2 separate regions of the Mus musculus genome follow, and region 1 is linked to region 2. Evidence: chromatin contacts called from public Hi-C data. All regions are on one chromosome and are shown on one strand. The core of a region is the stretch at or near the end of the contact, and the rest is flanking DNA. Distances in the headings are between cores, read along the strand shown. Region 1 has its middle 270 kb from the start of Gm23907. Region 2 holds the start of Adcy8 (adenylate cyclase 8).

Region 1 (5,011 bases), core at 703-3,202, 500 kb after region 2:
ACAGTAATGAAGTTTATTAAGTGGAATTACTCCAGATTCTCCCACATGGAGTGACATCACTCACATCTGAGAGATGAGAAATGAGCAAATTCTCCAATCTTCATCAACCAGAGAATTCTATTGAGCCTGAACTAGATGATAAAACAATCTCCACTGCCCAATAGCACATTAAAAAAAAAACAGGTTAAGAAAACATTCCACCTTGACCCTTTGTTCTCAGTCAGTTCATCACCAAACTCTACTCTTTCACTATTCAAGCTTATAACTAAAATGTGTTTCAGAAAACTAAGGAAAATCTCAATATTATCTAAACTGGTTACCCAGTCTCCATGATGTGCCAGTCCCTTAGTACAAATAAATGATTACTCTATTTTTGTTCTTTATTCCTCCTTCACTCCTTTCTTCTTTGCTTCCTTCTTCTGCTGACCTACAAATGCACAAGCATCTCAATGACACTGTGGTACATTCTGGAAACACACACACACAGCTGAGTTGCTCTTTCCCTTCATGAAGCTTAAGTGAACAATTGTGTGAGCAATGATGACAGGAATGCCATGTGATTGCCTTATAATAGTTCAAGATATGACACAAATGTACAAGAGATGATATGTGCACACACATCTACACACAGATATTACAGAGAGAAATCTTCTAGGGAAACTGGAAGTCATATTAGGAAAAGGGTTCTCCAGAGGAATGCCTATTGAATCGAATCCTGAATAATGTTACCACAGGGGTCAAGTCAGAGAAGTATCTACACAAGAGGGAAATCATGTGTCAAGTCAATATGCAGAAAAAAATAAGTCTAAAGCTCAGTGCCTGTTAGTGAGAATACTATTTTCTTGGTACGTGATATATTCTAGATACTGTCCTGTGCCTTGTTCAATACTCTTGTGTTAATTTTTATTAATTTATTCATCATGTAGTTTAAAAAAATAACTGAAGTTATGGGTCACTTGGCTAGTCAGGTGCTAGAGAAAATATTGGACATAGACATTTGTGTTCAAAGGTATACACATTCTATCTCTATTATATGTCTATAGTGAATAAGAGAGGCCTATATTCAATGCACTGAAGATAGATAAGGATGGAACAATAAGCCCACAAAGACTCCTTATGTTCTTTTAAGATGTTTGAATATTACTGGGTGCTGTTTTTCCTCATCATAGCACTCTCTATTTCAGGAGTCCCATTGAGCTCACTGATGGAGGTTGGGAATTTCCTTGCACAATATCTGCACATATCCCTTACATTAAGAAACTTTATGAAGCATCTTGCACCCTGCATGACATAATGGGATGGTAGGGTCTTTAGTATCTCCAGTTTCTCAACCGTAATCTCTGATTTTCCCTTTACTGCATCAAATATCTCTAAGTAAATAAAACCAAATGAACACTTAAATTGGTACTAGCATTAGAATCTCAGGAATTTATCATGTTCAGACCATTTTTGTATCATGACTGGTTCAAGTGAATATAAGGCCATAAAGTCTTATTTTAGATGTGAGGCATCTGAGACCCTGGGAGACAGTGCTATTCCGAGATGTTATGACAAAGATGGGGATAGAACTGAAATTTTATAGGATCTAAATCCTGTCATTTTTCCATTTCATCATTTCTGTGTATTTTTAAATGCCTTAACATAGAGGAAACAGACATTGACTAGAACGGATTCTATATTTGATGCGTTTAATCTTTACTTCCTTTCTAAACACTCTCTTACCATCCCCCAAAACTAGCCCATGATAGAGAATGCATTTACTTAGGCAAAGGATCATGGAAGCAAAGCCGGATAATGTTGGTTGAGTTGCTAAGAAACCCAGAACATTTTTAAATATGCCAGGTCACTGTCTTACAAAGAAACTGATAATATGTCATGTCTCCATAGTAACTCACTATGAACAGGATGTGAGTCAAAAATAGAAGAAGCTGTAAGAATGGTAATCAGTGATAGTTAATCCTGAAGAATGCTGAGTAAGAAGCTACTTGATACAGATAAAATACTCATGGAGAATTAGTACACAGACCATGCATTTGGAATTAGAGATGGGTGACAACTCAGCCTGACCAATAAAAGCTGTGAGACCCAGAAAGACACTAAAAAAACCTCTGCTATACATGTTCCCCAGCTGAAAAATGCATATGAGGAGCACTGTTCCTTTTACCACTGAAGAATTCTGCATGATATGGCTAGTACATTCATAGAACTTGCTTTAACAAACTGTGTTGGAGAAAGAGAGATACCTATGAAGTTAAGAGTGCATGCTGCTCTTGCAAAAGACTCAGCACCCATAGGAATGGCATATAACTTCAGTTTCATGGGATCTGGTGGTCTCTTTTGGCCTCTGTGAGAACCTGCATGGTACATACCCACACGAACACATAATAAATGAATAAAAAACAATGTTATTTTAAAATATCTTTAAAGGAAAACCAGGTTAATGACTCTATAATTCCATCTTATACCCTCAGAATGGATAAGATAAAAAATGCAAGAAATAACTCATGATAGCAAGGATTGTGGAGCAAAGGGAAGACTTCTCCATTGCTGATGGGAGTGCAAACTCTTACAACTACTCTGGAAGTCAATTTGGTGGTTTCTCAGGAAATTGGGAATGGTCCTACCTGAAGACCAAGCTATATCATTTCTGGGCACAAACCCAGATGCTGTTCCACCATACCACAAGAACAATTTCTCAATTATGTTCATAGCAGCTTTATTTGTAATAACCAGAAACTGGAAACAACCTAGAAGCCCCTCAATAGAAGAATGGATGAAAAAAAATGTGGCTCATTTACACAATGGAATATTACTCAGCGATTAAAAACAAGGACATCTTGAGATCAGGAATGGGTAATACATCCAGAATTTCTGTTATTGTTGAAGATTGTTTTAGCTATCTTGGTTTTGTTTGTTTGTTTGTTTGTTTGTTTGTTTGTTTTTTCATATGAAGTTGAGAATTGATTTTTCAAGGTCTGTAAAGAATTGTGTTGGATTCTAATGGAACTTGCACTGAATCTGTAGATTGATAATATGGTCATTTTCACTATATTATCCTAACAATCATTGAGCATAAATATTTCCATTTCTTCTATTTTTTTCTTCAGAGACATGAAGTTCTTGCCATAAACATCATGCCCTTGCTTGGTTAGAGTTACAAAAAGATATTTCGTATTATTTATGGCTATGGTGAAGGGTGTTGGTTCCCTAATTTCTTTCTCAGCCTATTTATCATTTCTATAAAGGAGGGCTACTGCTTTGTTGTTGTTTGCTTCTTTATTTGTTCGTTTTTTAGTTGACTTTGTATTCAGATACTTTGCTGAAGGTGTTCATCAGCTGTAGAAGTTCTCCAGTAGAATTTTGGGGTCACTTATGTATACTACAATATCATCTGCAAATAGTGACACTTTAACTTCTTCCTTTATGATTTGTATCTCTTGATCTTCTTTGTTGTCTTATTGATCTATATAGAGGGTGGGAAACCTTGTAATGTCTATGATTTTAATGGAATTGCTTTAAGTTTCTCTCTATTTAATTTGAGGTTGGCTATAGGCTTACAGTATATTGCTTTTATTATGCTTCTTTATGTGCCTTGTATGAAGGGGTGTTGGAATTTTGTCAAAGGATTTTTTCCAGACTCTAATGAGATGATCATGTGATTTTTTTCTTCAGTTTGTTTACATGGTAGATTACATTGATGGGGATGCATATATTGACCACCCCTGCATCCCAGGGATGAAGCCTACTTGATCATGGTGGATTATGATTTTAATGTATTTTCTAAATTTGGTTTGCACATATTTTCTCTCCCTCCAGACACAGCAAAACTCCTGGGCATATACCCAAAAGATGCTCTACCATAACACAAGGACATGTGCTGAACTATGCTCATAGCACCTTTATTCATAATAGCTAGAAACTGGAAACAACCTAAATGTACCTCAGCTGAAGAATGGATAAAGAAAATGTAGTTCATTTACAAGACTGAATACTACTCAGCTACTAAAAAGTAAGGACATGAATTTTGTAGGCAAATTAGAGAATATCATCCTGAGTGAAGTAACACAGACCGAAAAGGACATTCATGATATGTAGGTACTTATAACTGGATATTAACCATAAAGTACAGGATACAAACCAAAGACCAAAAGACCCTAAACATGAAGGGAAGACCCATGGGAGGATGTTTGATTCTCACTCAGAAGAGAGAATAAAATAGTCAAAGGAGGCAGATGAAGAGAGGGAACTGAGTGAGAGAGGGGATGGGAAAGGAAATGGAGAATGTTCAGAATCAAGTATAGGAAGTGTTAGGAGAGAGGGCCAGGGGGTCAGAAGAATGAATGGAAATCATCCACTCATAGGGTTGAGGGTGGAGGGTATCTCTAGGATGTGTCCAACACCTGGGATGAGAGAGGATCCCTCAAATCTATTGGAGTGTGTTTAGCTGAGATGTCTATCAGTGGAGATGTGGAACCTGAAGAGGCCACTTCCTGTAGCCAGGCAGTAACCTCAGTGGAAGGATAAGTACATAAACTCACCCACTCAACTAAATACAGGGACAGCGGTGAAACAGAGATGGAGGATGGAATGGCCAACCAATTACTGGTCAAAATTGAGGCCCATTCTATGGGCAAACACTAATCCCTGACACTATTAGTTATACTATGTTATGCTTGCAGACAGAAGCCTAGCATAACTGTCCTCTGAGAAGCTCTACCAAGCAGCTGACTGAAACAGATACAGAGACCCACATCCCAATGTTGGAAGGGGCTCTGAGAGTCTTATGGAAGAGTTGTGCCAAGGCAGGTCTATATACATGCAAGGTCTCCTCTAAAAACAAAGTGACTTCTCAAGGAAGGGAGGTGAGATGGTAGAATTGGAAGAAAAGGAGGGAAGAAAAAATACAATAGTCTATGAAGTTAATTAGATAATGAAAAGGGAGAGACCACCTTTTTGTCCCCAGTAAGACTAGGTACATCTTCATATAGTGAGACTAAATAAAAGGCAGCCC
Region 2 (4,930 bases), core at 1,970-4,469:
TAGTGATCTGCAGATCATCAGTCATTTGCAGTGGGATTGCCCACTATACATGACTAGAAGAGTTTTAACATCAATCCAATACAACAAGAGTAAGCAGAGATGTTGAGAGCAGGACAGATGCATACAAAACGGCCCCTAGCCAAGCACCTCACAGTTGCTTTCTTCCAAAATTGAGTCTGTTGATGTTTCCCTCTGTAAACGAGAAGCCCCCACACCCACTCTCCCTGCTAAGTACCAGATATTTGTTAAACAAAGTGTCAGGCCATTAATTATCAATTGGTTTTAGTGAATTTAAACAACAGATTCTTTGTCTACCTTCCCAGCCAGAGACAACGTGAACTTTGTTCACATAAGCACATTCATATTTAATGAGGGAGAGGAAAAGGGAGAAAGGAGAGTGACAGAGTTGGAGACTTCATCTAAGTATTTCATTAAAGACATCTACATTGAAGCGTCTCTTTTAATTAATAAAAACTTATATTCTTTGCCAAGAGTCTGCCATCCTGAAATTCCTGAGACCTATTTATTTATGTATTTATTTATTCAGAGATCAGGGGCTGGGCACTGTAATCAGAGACAAAACCACGGTAGATCCCCAAGGGCACTAACATTACCCAAATAAAATCCCTGTCATAGGATTGAGAACGATGGGGAGGACCTATTGGAGGGCACCCAGCACTGCAATTCCATGTTTAGCAAAGATGAAATCCATTCAGAAACAAGCCAAGCAGAAAGCCAAGTGAAGAAACCCTTACAGCAATCTGCTGTGAGTTAGCAAAGCGCCACAGCTCAAATCTAGGCAGTTCTCCTCTTCTGTGTGTCCTGTAGACTTTGGGTGTCAGTGGAAAGGCTTATGTTAGAGGACAATTACCAGCCAGAGTAGAAGAGTAAAGTTAGCCGTTTTGTTTCAGTTATTATGAGCCTTGACTCCCCCCCCCAGCCCCCCCGAGACGCACAAAGCCTAAGTAAGCTAAGGAAGCAAACTTACAAGAATGCCCCCTCCCCAGCTCTCTAGAAGTTATTTCTAAACAACCCATGGGAGTGGAGCTGAAAAGCAAGTGCAAGCAGGAGTTACCTGGTTGATGGAAAAGACCGCTAGCCTGGGTATGAGTACTTGAAGGGTGACTTGCAGCAAAGATGTGCCCAGGCCGGCCAAGATGGCCCAGGTGAGAGGCAGGGGAAGCATGCTGTAGGTGGCGAAGAGTGTAAAAAGCACGTAGCCTATGCCGTCGCCCAGAAGCCCATAGCCCAGGCCTGCTGCCAGAATCTGGGTGGTCATAGCCACCCAAGTGACCACGCCGCTGTATTGCAGGTAAGTGTGGGAGGTGTTGTCCTTCCTGACCACCACGAGGGCGCAGATCACCACCTCGATGCCAGTGAAAAAGCCTAGCAGGATGCCCTTGAGAGGGTCCATTGGAGCCGAGGCCAGGCTCAAGTGCAGGACTAAAAGGGTGAGTTTGGTTAGTACATCCAACACGTTCATCACTACCTCCGATTTGCGCCTCTGGCCCAGGAAATAGCGTTGGTAGAGGCGCTCCAGATCCCGAGACTTGAAGGAGTTGCGTAGGGTTGGAAAAATGACCCCTCGGTAGCTGTATCCTCCATTGAGGAAGAAATCCGAGTTACTTGGGGCACAGTCAAGGTGTAGGAAGCCCAAGTCGCCCCCGCCCCCGCTGCCACTGGCACTGCCGCTCCCGCTGCGTTCCGGAAAGACTTTGGTGCCACCGGTGTTGTGCGCTCGCTCTCCGGGGCCCAGAGAATAGAGAGGCAGCACCGAGTCGCTAGACAGCTGCGGCGCGTGGTGATTGGGTCCACTGCCCGCAGGGTTCGAGGCTTTGCGGGAGACCCCGCCGCCGCCGCCGCCTCGGTGCCCGTGGATGAAGCGCTGCTCCGTGATGTGCCGCACCGCCGTCTGCCACAGCAGCCGCTGCGGCCGAGAGCCGCTCCCGTCGTCGCCGGCCGGGGGCGTCGGTTGGATGGTGTAGAGTTCCTCGCTGCCACTAAGGCAGTGCACATCCGAGAGCTCCATGGCTTGGGTCCGCGGGGAGGGAGGCACAGACACTGGTTGTGTCAGTTGGTGATAGGGGTTCCTAAAGACCCAAAGGCCGCTTGGCAGCGATCCCTTCTTTCCTAAGCTGTTCGACTGCAGGAGCCCTGAGCAGGGCCCCCACAGGTCAAGTCATAGTGAGCCCAGGAGCAAGGTGTTCCTGGTAGAATGCAGCGGACCCCTGTGTACTGGCAAGCCACCTTCCCGCCAATCAGCTCAGCTTGGATACGCAGTGAAAGTGGTGGCTGTTTGTCCGCGAAATCCTCAGCGCTCTGAGCCACGCTGTCCCTTTCTGCGCTCCAGCCCCCTGGCTGTCTCTAAGCTCAGCGTCTTGGCGCAGTCTTCCTTCTCCAAGAGGCGCCTGGGCGCCGCGCTTCTGCTGCGCGTCGGGCGGGTCCTGGCTGCGGCACTGGACTCTGGACGCCCACGTCTCGGCGGCTGCAGAAAGGCTGGCCAAGGGTAACCGATGGCTAGGATGGGTGCTAAGTTAGCAGCTGTGGCGGCAATCATCGCCCTTCGGATAACTCCATTGCGCCGGCATGGGGAGCCGGGGCGGAGCTGGAGGCGGGCGCGATGAGGCAGGAGGTGTGGGTGATGGTGAGGCGGCAGGGCGCCCCGCGGGAGGGCAGGAGAAAGGTGGTAGCCTTAGCACTAACAAGTCACCAAACAGTTAATTTGGAGGTGTGCTGAATGAAGCTCTCTCTTCGGTTCCTTCCTCATTGTGGCCACTTCCAGAGCAAATACTGGCAGCGCGGGTTCTGGACTGATGCATTCCTCAAGGAAGATCGTGGCGCTGCTAGCCCCAGGGTCCCAGCCTCCGCTACAGGACTAAGTCACCGCTGCTAGTAGCGATTCTGATGGGTCGCAGCACACAATTCCCATTCCCTTCACTTCGCTCTTTGGAGTCCATTGGGCCTGCCAGACCCCAGGGGGTGTGAGGAAAGCACAAGTGGGAAGGGTAATAAAGCCAACAGCTGAGTTCGAAGAGAAGCCACAGGAGCGGATTCCTGAGCCTGAGAAACGAGCCTTGGCGGGTGAGGCGGCAGGCGAAAGGTTTGAGCGAGAAGAGGCTCCAGGCCGAGTGGAAGTCGATGAGACGCCTCCGGATCCAGGGAAGCGCGGGGCTACTTGGGCGCTCGGAACCGCGCAGCGGGACCGGAGCCTGGGAGGAATTTGGAGACCTGTCAGAGCGGTCAGACACCCGCGGCGACTTAAACCCGCCCCCGCGCCAAACCACGCCCCCGGAACCCAGGATGGGGGTGGGGGAGGGGTGGGGGCTGGGACACGGAGGCACCCAGATCTGCACAGGACGCCCCAGGTCTTGAAGGGCCGCACCGGTGGGTCGAGCGAGCGCGGGCTGCTGGAGCCCCGAGCCTGGCAGCTCTGCGGTGGAGCGCTCCAGCTGGCCGCGCCCGCTGGTTCCTCCGCGGTTCTTTTTTAAGCACTGGCTCCTGCCCTTGGCAGGTGCAGAGCCAGGATCGTAGGCCGCTTTGCCCACGAACTCTTTGAGACCAGAGACGCGCACTAGAGGGGCTCATTTCCGCCCTCCCCACTCGAGAGCGATGTAGTGTGTGTGTGTGTGTGTGTGTGTGTGTGTGTGTGTGTGTGTGTATTTAATGCCAACTTTCAGATTAAAACTAAAATCCTCTCAAGAAGCCACTCTCATAGCGGTGGGCAGCCTTTTACTTTTCTCTGCTCCCGGGGTCTGGGTAGTAGAGGGTATTAGGATGGGGGCGTGGTCTGCATATTTCGAATACTAAATTTGACTGGGCTGTCAAGAAAGGTGCGAAGGAGGACCTTCGGAAAGGCATTTCCAGGGGCCTCCTGGAGGCAGCATTCCTGCCTGCCTAGGTATGTTGAGGGTCGCGGTCAAAACCCAAGTTGCCCCGCAGCGGTTCTTGCATCAGCATCCAATCCAGCGGGGTCCTTGGAGTCTGGCTTTTCAGGGATCTGGTAGCAGTACCAGTCTGGAGCCCCATTCTGCAGGTGGTGGAAATCAACACCTCTGCCACAGCGACTGCGGCTGCAGCCAGTGAAGCTCGGGCCCTGAACACAGTCAGCTGATGGTCAATGACGTCAGGCTCTGGGCGCTTTCGCAACCCCGCGGCGTCCCATGAAAGCCTAAATGACCTGGCCAAGCGGTCTCCAGGACACTATTCCCAACCCCCACCCCACCCTATCTCCCCCGACCCCAACCCCGAGAAGGCGATTTTTTATGCCTTCTTCTAGTGCAAACTCCTAGCTCCTTTTGGTCCTAAGCAAAAACAGCTTTCCCTGAGGATCCAGAGCGCCCTCCTCCCATCCACACCAAACCATTCTCAGGGTTATTTGTAGCGACTGTGCCCCAGAAACCTGTGTTTTGACTCCTCTTTCCAAGTCTTATAGGTCACCTGCCTCGCATAGAGCATCCAGAAAGAACAGGGGAAAGTCCTTTAAGGTGTTATCATTCCTCACCAGCATTTCTGGAATTTGGTGCACTCAAGAGAGAAGGAACTCGATTAAACGATGGATTTTGAATAGAAAGAAAGCTGATTCTATTTTAAGTTCAGCTTGTGAACATATTAATTTGTTAACTGATCCTTAAGGGTCTGGTTGACCCTTGGGAGCTAGAAATTAAGAGCAAAGCATTAAAAACAAACAAACAAACAAACAAACAAACAAACCAAACCCAAAACACAACAAAACTAAAACCAAAAGCCAGGTTGTTATGTAGACATTAACGAAACCAATGTATACATCATCCTGAACAGTTTATTCTACTTTTAGATTCTTGGACTCAGGCTTTCCGAAACTTCTGAAACTCTAGGGTGGCTAATCTTTTAATTTGGAGGAGGGGAGAGAAAGGGACTAAAGAGTGAAGAGTTTCCCCAAAGCTCTCTGGTC

Evidence for each region. A called contact is a pair of places that touch in the nucleus more often than the background predicts.
Region 1: a contact with region 2 is called in a Hi-C map of cortical neurons, with 4 times the contacts expected there. The contact joins the enhancer-like site here to the promoter of Adcy8 in region 2. A contact is called at or near these places in 1 of 39 promoter capture datasets (3T3-L1-derived adipocytes), 3 of 484 Hi-C or Micro-C datasets (cerebral cortex and cortical neurons), 4 of 115 datasets of contacts at active chromatin or transcription factors (SST interneurons, embryonic forebrain, forebrain and 1 more) and 1 of 9 other capture datasets (embryonic stem cells).

Annotation. Positions count from the first base shown.
Region 1 is chr15:65,418,094-65,423,104 of GRCm38.p6, forward strand. No RefSeq gene overlaps it. Among named protein-coding and RNA genes, the nearest start is that of Gm23907, 270 kb to the right of the region's middle. Within about 2 kb of position 1,953, at least 15 of the 459 cell types and tissues checked have an H3K27ac peak or open chromatin away from gene starts, as enhancers often do. A contact at or near this core is called in SST interneurons and cortical neurons, where this site is marked.
Region 2 is chr15:64,919,077-64,924,006 of GRCm38.p6, forward strand. Adcy8 (adenylate cyclase 8) reads right to left here and starts at 3,220. Exons shown (of 18, transcript NM_009623.2): 1 at 1,076-3,220. The coding sequence starts at 2,029.